2 separate regions of the Siniperca chuatsi genome follow, and region 2 is linked to region 1. A link is a contact called in public Hi-C data. All regions are on one chromosome and are shown on one strand. The core of a region is the stretch at or near the end of the contact, and the rest is flanking DNA. Distances in the headings are between cores, read along the strand shown.

What was found. A called contact is a pair of places that touch in the nucleus more often than the background predicts.
Region 2: a Hi-C map of an unstated tissue shows a contact between it and region 1, with 5 times the contacts expected there. The contact joins the promoter of il11ra here to the enhancer-like site in region 1. A contact is called at or near these places in 3 of 3 Hi-C or Micro-C datasets (liver, skeletal muscle and an unstated tissue).

Annotation. Positions count from the first base shown.
Region 1 is chrLG18:18,696,215-18,701,079 of ASM2008510v1, forward strand. It overlaps il11ra (interleukin-11 receptor subunit alpha), which reads right to left. Exons shown (of 12, transcript XM_044175500.1): 4 at 4,123-4,289; 5 at 3,239-3,353; 6 at 2,788-2,951; 7 at 1,599-1,762; 8 at 940-1,084. Among protein-coding and RNA genes, the nearest start is that of tmem267, 19 kb to the left of the region's middle. Within about 2 kb of position 3,372, the one cell type or tissue checked has an H3K27ac peak away from gene starts, as active enhancers do. A contact at or near this core is called in liver, where this site is marked.
Region 2 is chrLG18:18,737,662-18,742,210 of ASM2008510v1, forward strand. It overlaps il11ra (interleukin-11 receptor subunit alpha), which reads right to left and starts at 2,213. Exons shown (of 12, transcript XM_044175500.1): 1 at 2,049-2,213.

The DNA.
Region 1 (4,865 bases), core at 2,122-4,621:
CACACACACACACACACACACACACACACACACACACACACACACATTATAGGCATTTATATAAGTGATTAACAATGAATATGCACAAAGTTTGTTGTTAAAGGCTCACTGAAAATCATTCCATGTTGTGTAAGGATGTGAAAACCTTAGTAGTGGCAATTCTTTCTACGTAGGAGTCAGTCAGTCAGCTTTATCTCGCCTACAGTAAATTCAGAATGCAGCAACAACACTCCTCACGGGTACCTTGAGGAGAGATCACATGTCTCCCTCACTGCCCTCCCTTCACTGGTTACCAGTGAAATACAGAACTGATTAGACCCAACTCTTTTCTTTTGCTGTTTTGACAGTCATTACGAAGACATGACAGATCACCCTCTGTTTTTGTTTTTCATCTGTTATCTGTGCAACATGCAGGGCTGCAACTAATGATTATTTCGATTAATCTGCAGATTATTTTCTCGATTAGTCTTTTGGTCTTTAAAATATCAGAAAATAGTAAAATAAAATGTCCATTCCACTTTCACAGAGTTCAAGGTGACGTCTTAAAATGTCTTGTTTTGTCCGACCAACTGTCCCAAACACAAAGATATCCAGTTTGCTACACTATTAAGACAAGCAAAAACAATAAACTTCCACACTTGAGAAGCTGGAACCAGGATTTTTGGACTTTTCTGATTAATAGGTTATCAAAATACTTGCTGATTAATTTACTAGTAATCCATTATTTAACTAATCGTTGGAGCTCTAGCAACATGCCTATTGTGTTTTCATACTTTTATCCATGATACCTTTATTATGTTCGTCTATTTATGTGATCGGACTGTGTCATCTCTCTGTAAAGCATATTTGTCCACATTTGTCACTTTTAAATGTGCTCTAAAAATAAACTGACTTGACTAATAATTTAGAAATGATCATCTTGTGAATTTTCTTTCTGACCTTCCCAGGGCCTGGCGAGAAGCAGGGGACTCCATTCGCTCCACTGGCCTTCAGAGTTCACCCCATCCCGGGCTCGAACCTGAACATGGTGGAGGTAGCCAGCCAGGGCGTCAAATATCACGACTGGACTCTCCTCAGAGTAAATCTGATTGATGGTGAAAGAGATAGGACAGGGAATTAGAGCACAAGAAAATAACAGTGAACAGGAAGAAAAGCTGATGAGAAATGATTTGATGAGAAATCAGCAAAACATTAAATTAATTGATGGGATTTATTGTAGGATTTAATGAAACCACATTTTAAACTTAAGTACTTCATGGTGCTCATGAGGCATGATTTCTGGTGGAGACGGGGGGGGGGAATCATTATACCCCATCATTTTTGTTTCAATCCCATGTTCTTTCTTCTTTTTAGTAGTATTTATTTTCTGTGACTGGCTTGGGTTACAAAAATAACCACCAAGGTTGTTTTTGTTTGTGACCAACCACAGTAAGTAAATAAATGTACATAAGTTTAGTTTCAATTGCTGGTAAAATGTGAAAATGTGAGAAACTACAGCCTGTATTCAGTGTATTAGTTTGACGAGATGCTCAGAGTTAAATCCAGACTGCGCCCCCATCAACACTGAAATGAAATGACCTTCGGCCTTGCTTACTAACCTCTGACCAGTATATAGAGCCTTGTGGCCTGTATCTGATATGAAACACAAGGGGGAAAGCAACATGCAGCGGCCAGGAAGAGGGAAAGTTCCACGAGACGATCAGCCTCTTTGGATAGCCTTCTAGCTCCTTCACCAATACTGACTCTGGAGGGTCTGGTTTCACTGCAAAGAAAGACAGATAGAAAGAAAGAAAGTAAGATTTAGCCACAATTATTTCCACTATGGTTGGCATACTATTTAAAAGACCATTAGACACAATTTAGAGTACAAGAGGGCAGAATGTAACAAAGCAAATCAAAGCACCTGTTCAGACATAAATGCATGATTTCTTCAACTGGTTTGCTTTTAGAACCAGACTTTTTTTTTTTTTTTTTAGTTGCTGTTGTTTCTCTCTCGGATGAATGACCTAGTGTAGCCATATTTGCAGCTTTAAGGAATATATAGTGAATCCAACTTTAATTCAAAAAGTGCTTCATTAAATTACCTTTTTTTATGCCTATATCACCTTGCTATTACTAGAACTATCCATCCCACAGACTCTTATCTCTTTATTTGTTTTTTACCACACTTCATACCACTGTGACAAAGAGAATGTAAAGGTTAAGAAAAAACTGAGGAACATCTAACAGGTACACCAGCCGCTTTAAAGACTTTTGAATGGCTCTGCTCAAGAGCAACAAGAACGTCATGCAGACAGAGAAGCAGCAAAACAAAGTTAATTGAGTTCATTATATGAGGACCAATGCAATGTTTGTGTACCGGTCTAATAAATACATGTACATGTGAAAACGTGTGCATATGTAAATTTGGAAAATAGTGAAAGTATATGCCTTTTTAGCTTTTATGGACATAAACCTTTGTAACTATTGATTTTAGGCAAAGGAAGGAGAGTAGACAATGGAGGTGCTATTGAAGCATGAAGTTGCTTTACTAAATGATTTTAAATCAGTGTGATGTCACAACTGTAAAGAATAATATAGGGGACAGGGCCAGCAATATTGCCAGCCAATCACAATAGTATTTTTTTTTTTAAATAATGCTATAGCCTGTTTCAGTAAAGCTGGGTGTGGAGCACTGGAAACAAAAATGAGAAAAACTGTGTGTGTGTGTGTGTGTGTGTGTGTGTGTGTGTGTGTGTGTGTGTGTGTGTGTGTGTGTGCGTGTGCGTGCGTTTAATGTGATCTTACATAGCTCATCTAACTTAAACCGGACATATGTTGTCATGGACCCAAGCCCATTAGTCTCTATGATTCTCAGGGTATGGATGGTCTGCCAGAAGGCAGGGTGATCTACATCACAGTGCTTGCGGGCGATGTCCATGATGCATGGCCTCCACTCCTGACCATTCCCCCTTGAAAACGAGACAAAACATGGTCAAGTGTTGTGTTCTGTTGGGTAAAAGACAACTTAAGTGTGTGCTGGAAACTGCAGGACGGTTATAACCAAGTGGTCACCACAGCTGAATGCTGAAGAGGGGAAGCAGAGAAGGACAGAGAGGGTTCAAATTGGGATACCACTCTATATGCATGACATTCAAAATGTAACTCTGTGGCACATGCACTATATTTAGTTTCTTCATAGTCCATTCAGAATGTGACCTTGGGCATTACTGTTTCACTTGCAGTAACTCACTCTTACCCGAAGGAGGCATTATACTTGGCTGGCAGGAATGTCTTTACTGATTCCACCCAGGAGCAGCGAACATGCGTGTGATTGGGCACTTGACAGGAAACGCTCAGCAGCCCAGGGGGATCTAGGAAACGGGAGTCAGACAGAGCTCATTTTCAGGACAGACAGGGAGTTTGTTTTTTAAGGGCCCTATTAGATGTAATGTTTTAAAAGTTTCTCTGTCTTGTCTTCAAGTCTAAAATGAACAGCTCTGTACCCTGGTGTTCCTATCAAGGACCAAAATATTTCAGGCTAGGCTAGTCCCATGGAAAACTCCCTGTCCCTAAAAAGGAAGCCTACTTAGGGAGCTGCTTCCTGTTTGAGACATTTACAGGAAGTGGAGGGCTTTGTCTATGTCACGGCCAATAAGACCTGCTTCCTCTGAGGGCCAGCAGCTCTGTTATGATTATTGTTGTACTGTTGCACTGTTGTAATAAGATGTCTTGTTACAACCAGAGAGCCAGCATAAATTAGATGTTGAGAGAAGAAAGTCATTCATGTAAAAAAGGGGGGAGAGAAAGAAACAGAAATAGATGATTGAGAAACAAACAGAGGAAAATATGTTTAGACAAACTCAAGAGAGAGATGAGAATGACTGAGAAAGAGAAACAGAAACTTCTTTTATGCTTTTATGCTGAATTATCGAAAGAATGAACTGAACTGTGAGGGACTGGGATGCTGTCTCTGCATGTAGGGGCTAAAACACGAGGGACACCGGCATGTTCCTGCTGCAAAAAGTAATTTTTTAAAGCTGTAGTCCCATGGCGAGAGACTAAAAGTACAGCAGAGCTGTTAAAGTGTAATAACTCCTAAATTAGGCACTGTGAACCTGGACAAGTCACAACAACACTTACATCCCAGCATGAGTTTGACAGAGTGGAGGAGGAGCCCCCGGTTGTCATAGCAGCTGTAGTTGCCCTGCGCTGAGTGGTCGACGTGCAGCAGGACTAAGGCTCCGTCTGATGTCACTTTGTGCCATGGCAACGGTGAGTTGTGGTTCAGATGCCACACAACAGGTGTCCTGGTCGGGAACATGTTAGAGTTTCGTTATTATGCTTGTGAGGACTTCACTCACTGACCTGTAAGCCTTATGCTCAACCCAAGACCTAAACTAGAACTAAACTCTTTAAGGACATTATCATAGGTATCTGTCTTTTTTTATTGTTTTTAAAGATGGTTTAGCTGATGTTCACTGTTCCTCTTTACTAATTATGTTTAACAGTATTTGGCATACATTGGCTCTCAAATTGGATAATTTAGCCTTTTTTGGGGGGGATTTAAAAATGCAGGCACTGTCTGGGCCTTTGTATCACGATAAGTTATCTTCTGTTGCCTTGAAAACAAAAATGTTGACTGTCAGACCACCATTAAAACTGACATTTTGTCCAGGATTTCCTACATTTCTCAGATTGTCTTTCAGCAAATCTTGAAGAAGGCACTTATCGTACTGTGCCACTGACTTAAAATTCAATATTTCTTGTGGCTGCACTGCATTCTAGTCTATTTTCTGCTTCTATGGGTTTACAAATTGGTATCACTGCAACTTTTATGATGTATTTGTTCCTGTGCGACTCTTGAATGTAATAAATGTAACTGC
Region 2 (4,549 bases), core at 963-3,462, 40 kb after region 1:
GTCTACAAAAGCAGGAAAGTCATAAATTGGTCAATACAGTCAATCCTGTTTGGGCCAATCCCAATCAAACAGCAAAATGTGATGGGGACAACTTTACCCCAAAAGAAGGCAACACATACCAAACTCTGACCATTCAACAACTGATCATGACTCCTCTGCACCGAACAAACCAATAACACCTTGAGTAACGTTTGAGCTTATACAACAGACTTAAAATCCTTAATTAATCCCTAAATTTCCTCCTTTGTTAACATTTAAAGCAGCAATGAGTAAGAGTGTAAGTGCAAATATTCTATGTGCTAAAAAAAAAAAAAAAAACTGCTTTTACATTTAAATTAAATGATGTTATACATAATTGGATGCAGCTTGATACATGAAACACCTACACCTACTTTGGGGTAATCACGACCTTAACTTGGCCTTCATACATAAGTACATTAATACATCATGTCCCCACTGGTTCATATCAAATGTCATTTTCAAATAAAAATACAAAATGCCAAACAAAAAACAACCAAACCAAATACACAACGACTCAAAACTGAAATACAAGCTTCAACGCATGAATTAAAGTCTCCTTCAGAGCCCTCTACAACATGTGCTCTATCTCTTCGAAGCATTGCAGACTGGCCTGGTTGATAAACAAGAGCGTAAACTGATGTCACATTTCAGGATTTGTGGGTAAGGTTCAAATTCTGACACTGATACGCAATGTGCAATGTTACATAGTGATGCAAGAATACAGATCCCACATTTAAATCTTCTTCCTAAACAACTAAACCTTTACTTTCTCAGTGGTTTTAAGCAATAGAAGAGTTGTATCTCCCTTTACAGCATGAACTTTGACCCACATTTCACTTAAAATTGGAAGACATTTGAGAAAGAGCCACAAATTGAGCTAATTTTGAGCAAAAGAGCTTGCAGCTTAGTCTCTCTGCCTCCTTCTACCACCTACCTCCCCTCTCCTACTCCTGAGACGCCCCTAGGCTTGGTCTTTCTGCTTGGTCTGTTTGCATTCCTGTTAAGCTCTATTTAAAGGCTTGATCACTCCACTGGCTGGAGGAATGCACATCTGTAGTGAGACCCCATCCCACTGTCTCTTTGTATGTGTGTACAGTATTTGTTTCTCTGTGCATTAACCTTTACTCTTGCCCCGGAACTATAATTGTCATAAATATACAAAAATAAAAAGCAGGATGAAGACTAATGTTGTTTAACACATCAACAAGTGATTTGGATGACTCATGATTTCAAAGCTTCATCTAAGTGTGTTTCTGTGCTTGTGTTTGAGAGCTAGAAGCAAAACAAGTAAACGAAGCCAGTGCAACAACAGTGCTTTTGATAGTAGCTCTCTATCTTACTTTCCCTATCAAAAGACACATAGCTATAGTGTTGCATATATATATATATATATATATATATATATATATATATATATATATATATATAAAAAAGATACAGCTCACAACCCACACATGCCACATAAATAACACACAGGCTATTTATCTATCCAATTGAAGACTTTTTTTGAGTTCATTAATTCTAATAATATAATACATTTTAAATTTAATTTTAAAAATTTCTTCAATAATATCTGATAATTTGCTTGTGTGCTGCTGCTTTCTTCCTACAACTTTCACCAACAAAGATCCTAAATTGAATTTGAACCCAAAACACAGTTGCAGCAACATGTTTTATCAGTTTTCAGTGAAGAAAACAGCCCATGTTCAGTTTATCTCATAATTATCAGACATAAAATTACAATAAATGATAGAATAATGCCAGACATCTATGGGACATTGTTGGAAGCATAATTATAGGGCATATAATTAAAAGAATGTTATATAACAAGTCTTCAGGGTGCTACACAAGCTAAAGAGGGGCCAACATGCAAGCTAGCAGCATGACACATCCCCACTGTGAATAACATTGGAGTAAATTTCCCCTGTTGCCTCCTGTCCCGCGTAGTGAGGCGGATAAACTTTTCGCCCCCCACACACACCGCTTCCCTCCTCCCCGGTTTGAACAATTTAAATCACTAAACTTACCTTGGAAAATCTCCCCGAGTCAAACAGGCATTATTATGTTGTCTCCTTCCATGGTCGGGACTTTGTCGAGTTGTTCTTCGGCTCCCCGTGACTGGAAACGGACTAGCGGGGTAGCAGAGCAACAAAGTCGGACAAGGAGGAGGAGAAGGGGCGGAAGGAGGCCAGACAAGTCGGCCGCCGCCTCGTTGGAGGAGCCGGCTGTCAATCACCCGGCTGAGTGGGCGGGTCCTAACTGTAAAGGGATTATGGAGTTTGAGCTATCAGCACTGATCCCAGATCTGAGGTCTAAGGAATGTGGCATAGAAAAACAGATACAGGTCTCTTGCAGCAGGATTATGATAGTTTGACATTTGCATCACTTTTCACGTGAAAAAGCAAACAGACATTGCAAGGTAGTACTGGAAACTTTTTTTTAAATGAATTTAAATTAATGCAGTTTTAGTTTATGGTGAAATAACAATAACAATAATGATAATGGATTACATTTATATAGCACCTTATCTTTGATACTCCAAGCACTTCCGTGAAGGGGGAAACTTACCTCAGCCACCACCATGTGTAGCACCCACCTGGGTGATGATGGTGAAATGAATGTGCCAAATGACCAAACTATTTATGCAGTGGGTTTACCTATAAAAGCCAGTGATTAAACTATTACTTGACTATTTCTTTTTTTATTGTATTTATTAATTAAATGAATCACTCATTTTAATGTATTAATGTAATCTTATTTAATTTGAATCAAGCTCATTTTCAAATAATCCAACTATATGCAATTTTTTTGTTTTTGCCTCAGTTTGAGGAGAGGAGAGGGGAAAAAACTGGTAAAATGAAGTGCAAAGATAAATACACTGAGATAACGTGAATTTAATTTAGCATTTATATGTACTGCTGACTGAAGAAAAACATTAACGTCAGCCGTGGTAAGAACATGTAGGACACATTTTGTGTCAACTGTGTTGTTTCCCCACTAATTGTATACATATGTGTACAAAGGCAATGGATATAGCAACTATAGTCCACAAATGCTGTTTTCCTCGACCAGCTCATTACAGTCAAACAGATCACGATTGGCTGTCGAATAGCTGACCCTTTTCATCACCCAGCTAAATTGTGAATCCTACTTCATGAGACAGGTCACTGATTTATTTATTTATTTATCCTTTATGTCGCTTACCTGTTATGTGATGAGTACAGAAACACATTAAATCCATTAATGGCCCCAGTGCTCTATGCTTTAGCAGACAATAAATTGGATGACAGCAGTGACCTTTTATCCTCCCTCATGAATATAAATGGAGGTTGAAAAACACATCTGTCAGCGTAACACAGTCCAATGCAACACTACAGGCTGAAAATAACCGTAGGGTAGAATCAACACCTCTCTGATGCGTGTCAACAGAAACTGAGGGGTTCAGGCTTCACAAAGGTAAGATTTATTGCAGGGGTGTTATTTTGGATTGCATTTAATTGTACAGGTTTGCCTAATAAACTGGTAACTGAGTCTATACTGTAATGTCTTAAGTCTTCCGTGATTATGGCACATTTCATACAGATTTTACAGTTCGCTATAGGTTGAGTAACACATACCTATACTACCTGTTTTTCATGTCATACACCAAATATACAGTATAGAAGAAGTACAATGTGATGGCCATAATGATATAAGAAAAAATGTAATCAAATGATTTGTTCAAAGTATATAAACTGTACATTTAACAATATTTATGACTCTAAATGATTTCTCTCCTCACCTTGAAAAACAATTTAAAAAATAACAAACAATAGTACACATTGGTCGAAGCTGTGTGCTCTGTTTTAGGCTGGTTTATTTGTGAAGTAAGTTTGACCTTTGACCTGGACAGACTGGACAAGAATAACTTGGATGAAAACTCTGGCAGCTGGTGTCCAGTCCACTCATCAGGCAAACAACACTGACATCAATTATTCCATTGAAAAAGGGGATTTCCAATTTGAATAAACCCAGCCACCCCCTTACTGACCCTGACCTGTTAGTTGCAGCTTGGAAGAGTTACAGTACGTCTCATTAGGAACAGGAGAGCAGTGACTGCCAAAATAATTTTGCTGTCTGTCTTCCTGCATGTTGGTTTTTCAGTCTGTATCTATTTACATATTTATATGGTACATACACCCCTAAAAAAGTGTATCTATTTGCCTTTTTGGGTTAGAATACCTGTGCATTTTAATGTAATTATTCTTAGTATTTAGCCGGCAACAAGCACATCTTTTTTTAAGCTTAAAATGTTCCATTTTTTTTGTTCAGGCTGTGTCAGAGTGGTGTTAATTCAAACCTTTTGTAAATTTTGAGGCTGTAGTTTGCGGTGGTGTTGTTGGCTGGACTGCATCTGCTCCTTGTTTTCTGACTGCTTGTCCATCTGCATGGCTCTTTTCTTTCAGTCTGTCTTTTTGTGTGACGCTGAACTTATCTGCCTGTCCATCTGCCTTACTGTATGAGCCAACGTACCTGTCAGTCTGTTCCC